2 separate regions of the Gossypium hirsutum genome follow, and region 1 is linked to region 2. The links are chromatin contacts, called in public Hi-C maps. All regions are on one chromosome and are shown on one strand. The core of a region is the stretch at or near the end of the contact, and the rest is flanking DNA. Distances in the headings are between cores, read along the strand shown.

Evidence for each region. Hi-C and Micro-C count contacts between places; a contact is called where the count stands out from the background.
Region 1: a contact with region 2 is called in a Hi-C map of leaf, with 1.7 times the contacts expected there. The contact joins the promoter of LOC107954689 here to the promoter of LOC107933966 in region 2. A contact is called at or near these places in 6 of 34 Hi-C or Micro-C datasets (callus, leaf, petal and 1 more).

What each region holds. Positions count from the first base shown.
Region 1 is chrD07:32,730,817-32,733,516 of Gossypium_hirsutum_v2.1, forward strand. LOC107954689 (E3 ubiquitin-protein ligase CHIP) reads right to left here and starts at 1,254. Exons shown (of 8, transcript XM_016890321.2): 1 at 882-1,254; 2 at 696-763; 3 at 525-588. The coding sequence starts at 998.
Region 2 is chrD07:32,457,565-32,460,264 of Gossypium_hirsutum_v2.1, forward strand. It overlaps LOC107933966 (probable xyloglucan glycosyltransferase 6), which reads left to right and starts at 1,450. Exons shown (of 5, transcript XM_016866286.2): 1 at 1,450-2,417. The coding sequence starts at 1,716.

The DNA of each region.
Region 1 (2,700 bases), core at 4-2,503, 270 kb after region 2:
AGAAACTGCCAGAAAACCATTAGATTTTGCATGGGAAATTAAGTTAAACAACCCAAGACGCATGATTATCTCAACAGTTCCAAACCAGCTTTTGATAGGTTTATAACTAAAGACTAACATAGCAAGGTATTTGCCACTTTAACTTCCAGAAGTCCTTAATTTTGCTTGAACCCATTCCCAGTTCCAATCCTACTCAGTTTCCAATTGGCGCTTGAAAGTCGACTAAACAACTAAACTTGACTCCTTTCTTAGGAAATAATCAAAGAGTTATAGATGACCTGAAAATGTCAGGCCGGTAGAAGCTTCAATCACCTTAATACTCGCCTAAGAACTTATTTTATTCTGCTATACATGATTTAGCATTACATCCAAAAGGGAAAAAAGAAAAACAAAAAACAAGGCAACCAAGAAGAATCAAATTTCAAGACATGGACGGGTCAGGGGTGTGTGAAATGTCATGATAATTAGGCGCACAACAAACCCTAAAAATCAGCATAACGGAATAAGAAATGAAAGAAGATTACCTTGACAGAACTGTAGTCAAGCTGAATAGCTCGCCGGCAATCCTCTTCCACTTTCAACCATTCACTGCGTCAAACCAAGAAAAGAGACACCTTCAAAAACCTTTTTTCCTCTTAAGAAAAAAAGGCACTATTTTTACATAAAAATTAATTATAAAAGGATTGCGTACATACTTCCGTCTGCGATGGCAAAGAGCGCGATTCGTCCAATATACAGGAACATTGGGGCATAACGTAATCGCCTTTAAACCCAAAAAATTACATAAATTTTATAAAAAATCAAAAAATTTAAGAAACTAATATAGCAAACAAAAACAATTTTTTTTCAAAAAAAAAAGGGAGGAGAGGAAGATTGTAGACCTCAGTATAAGCATCGATGGCTGCCCCAAAACGATCTTTCTTGAAATAAATGTTGCCATCTTTCCTCAATTGCTCCGCTTGTTTGGCTGCCGCGCTTAATGCCGAACCTGACACCATTTCTTTTCCTGAATGAAATATGTTAACCGTGAAGCGTAAACCAACGAAATCTGCGATTTGTTTCTTTTTTTTCCTCTTGAAGTTTATCTCTACAAAATTTTTTTTTTTTTTTGAATTTCAAATGTGGGAAATGAAATGAAGAAGGAAGCAGCAGCGCGACTTCGAAGAGGATTCAAGATTGTTCCAGGTGAAAGCAACCTCAAACGCAGAACCCTTGCGATTTTTTTATTTTTTTGGCCTTCTATTATGATTTTGGGCAGTGATGGCGTCACCTCTTGAGGATGCACTTATCTCACAGCCGAATAGGATTGGATGATACATACTTTAACTCTTAATTTTGGTCAATGCTGTTGGATTTCCTTGTTTTCTTGTATGACTTATGGATTTGAGAATCATTTTTCTCATTATTTTTTGATATTTTTTATATTTTAAAATCGAGTTAAATTTATTTATATTTTAAAAATAGTTGAGAATGTGATAAATATTAAATTTATTTATATTTTTTATTATATCTTATAAAATATTTTACATATTATAAAAATTCACAATGTATAATATAATTTTCAAATTAAAATGCACTTAACAAATATTTGTATTCGATATTTGTTGTTGAATTGTAAGTGAATAACAAAATATTTGTATAGTTAACAATCTCTTACTCTAGTGGTAAAAATATTGTATTGTAGGTATAAAAGTCTAGATTTAATTCCAAATAATTTCATATTCCATCTTTAATTATTAAAAAATATTATTATTTTATTAAATCAAAAGTAAAATAATAAAATATTTATTTTAAGTTTATAATTCACACAAATCTTAAATTTAATTTCTGAACAACTAATCACGAAAACAATTCTTCTTAATTCTTATTTAAACTTGGGCGTAATGGATAAGGTGTGTGAATGTTAAATAAGACAATCTTAGAGTCAAATAACATAAATACATCTGCATATATAAATATAATGATATAATCCAATACATATTAAAATCGAAATGTCTAATAAAAATTGAAAAAAAAATTACACCAATTATATATATATTAAAAATTATAAGCATTTTTTTTACTTTTTATTTGGTCAATTGATCCCAGAATGCTCCATGTGGCCCTGTCACTTGATAGATTGAATTTTTAACATGCAAATTTTTATTACAAACTTTGAGAAAATATTGTACATTCAGATTTTGTGTCAAAATTTAATTTGGAAATTTGGATTCAAATTTTTATTTATGAACTTTGAGAATAGTTACTATTACAAAGAATAATTTGGAAATTTGGATTCAAATTTTTATTTATGAACTTTGAGAATAGTTATTATTACAAAGAAAAATTCTATGGTTCTTCTCTTTGATAGAGATTCGACCCAAGGATCGTGTAGACATGATTTTGGAAGGATGAGATTTGCTTCAATGTGTTGGGAAATATGTCCATATTGTAGTAAACATGTAATTGTTATCTATTTATTTGAACGATAAATAAATAAATAAAGTTAATTTCGCATTTCACTATTATATCTTTTGTATTTATGTCTTTTATATTTTACATGCATAGCGAAATTGTGACAAACAAATATTAGCTAATTGATTGTCTAAAGTTCAAACTGAAGATAAGTAACATTGTAAATAATGTTTACATTGCTAGAAAGACAACTTACTCCAGTAAATAATCTAAATGAGTCGTAATCCCATAAAAGAATCAAAGTGA
Region 2 (2,700 bases), core at 200-2,699:
GAGAGGGGGTAGCCTGTTGAGTATAACTTGTGCCAAGCGGTGAGACCGAGAGGATGTTTGTACCTAAGAAGAGACTGAGAGGGTGACTTATGTGGTAATCCTTAGTGAAAATGAGACCGAGAGTGTAATCGTAACTAAGGGTGGTAAACAACTCAATTGAGGGTAATTAATGACTTAGTTGATAATTAGAGATTTAATTGATTATAGGCCAAGAGCTCGCATCGTTGACACTATGAATAGGAAATTCCATTAGGTTAATTTAGGGTAATTAATTTAATTAATATTTTAATTTAGATTCACACTATTAATTAGTGACTCGATTATATTAGTAATTATTTTCTGTAATTAATTTAATAATAAAATTCTCCAATCTACAATCCCTTAGGTTCAATCATCGGAATACTTACCGGTGTTCCATTGTAACACAAAACTATATTACAATTTGACTTGTTCGCTTGTAGAAACCAAACTTAATTATATATATTATTTGCACGATTTTTACTCTAAATGTTTACAGGTTTGGAGGTGATCAATAGATGACATATTAGTCTTTTAATCAATTTGCTCATTTCCAATTAGACTAAGTACATGTTTAGGTTCATCTACTAATACAAGTTTTTTCGTATTACAATTTGACCACGTAATATAGCTTAGTATTAGTTAAACATTAGATAACCAATGAGCAAATATTTGCTTCTATTTTGCTTTGAATGCAAAAACATTGATGACAATATACAAAGGATATTCATGTAATTAATGAATGTTATTATTAAATCAATTTGTTCGAAATATATAAGTATACAAAATGAATATACTACACTTAGGACATCAGATCCAACAATATGCCAATGAGTTTTTCTAAGAGAATCGCTTTGAGGAGTGGTTCCGAGGGATGTGTGTCCAAAATGAGTGTTCAAGGAGTGGGGGTATAATAAATTGTAAGTAAAACAAAATTTAAACACATAAATACATCATATTAAGAATACTAAATGAATACAATTGTTTATAATGGTGTTATCATCAATATTAAGATAGTGTTGAATTAATTTGTAACACCAACTCAATTAACAATATTATTTATTTATATACATTTAATAGAAAATGTATTAAAGTGTGCATAATAAAATTAAAATGTATAAAAGAATCAAAATAAAATTTTGGTTGAAAAGAAAATTTAATGTTTTACAATACAATTGGTGTGGTTTTAAATCTTTCAATATGTAATTTTTTATTATTTTTTAAAATAAAAAAATAAAAAAATTATCTTATAATATAATTTATTTTATAAAAATTGCATTAATATATGAGCTTAAATAATAAAAATATAAGATATAATATCATAATGGAGAAATTAACAGCAGAAAGCGACGCGCCATCACGTCATTATCTCACGATCGCCACTTCATCCCCGTGATTAGCGCGTGTAAGTCAGAAATCTGGATTTAAGTTACACAAAATCGCACATGGCCTGCTTCTTAACTACAACTCTCCATAATAAAAATAAAAATTTATACAATAATTTTGTTACACTCTTACTAAATTTAGCTTTCTTTTCCCTTCCTCTTCCTCCAAGCACAACAACAGCAAGGGAAAAAAACCAGAAGGAAAGGGAAAAGAAAAAAAAATACAGTAAGATCTCCCTGTTTCTCGACGTTTAATTTATTCATGTTTATTTGTTTGTTTGTCAAAAAATATATATTGTAATTTGGTGATTTATGTCTCGAGAGCCGAATTATGAGTTTCAAGAATGGTGGAACAAGCAAAGGGAGAAGAACCACGACTTTTTCACCAATGATAGTAACAATGCTAACAAAGGATTCCTGACCGTTGAGATCAGGAGTCTCAATCCTGATCTGACGACCGAAAAAGATCGTTCCAGAAGCGCACGACAGCTATCCTGGATTTGTCTCTTGAGATTCCAGCAACTCGCTAACTCCCTCGCGTGGATCACAAACTCCTTCCTTCTCCTCCTCCGTACTGCCAACCGCCGAATCTCAGCTGCCGATTCCCCATGTGATTCCTCCGCTTCTAGGCTCTACCGTATAATTAAGTTCTTTCTGGTTCTCGTGGTCCTCTTACTTTGCGTCGAGTTAGTTGCCTATTTCAAGGGATGGCATTTCAGCCCCCCGTCGGCCGCGTCGGCAGAGGCGGCGGTCGAGCTTTTCTACGCCTTATGGCTCGAAATCCGAGCCGATTACTTGGCGCCTCCACTGCAGAGCTTGGCGAATGTGTGTATAGTGCTCTTCTTGATTCAGTCGATGGATCGTGTGCTGTTGATGCTAGGATGTCTCTGGATTAAAATTAGGAGAATCAAACCGACGGCAAGTATGGAGTATCCGATGGGGAGAGTAGAAACAGGGAATGTAGATGATTATCCCATGGTGTTAGTGCAAATTCCTATGTGCAATGAGAAGGAGGTAAGCAGATGTAGGTTTCACAAATTCCTAGCGAAAAATAAAATGTCACGTTTCTTTTTTTGTCGGTTTGTGGCTCAAATTTACTAATTCTGTTCTACGCCTTCAGGGATGTACTATTTAGGTTTGTTTGTTTGTTTGATTGTCAGTAAAATATTTTTAGGGTTTGTTTGATTGTCAGTAAAATATTTTTCGTAAAATAATTTCGAAAAAATGTTTTACTTTTCTGTAAAATGATTTATTGGAAAATATTTTCTGGTGTTTGATTGAATCTGTGTAAAATATT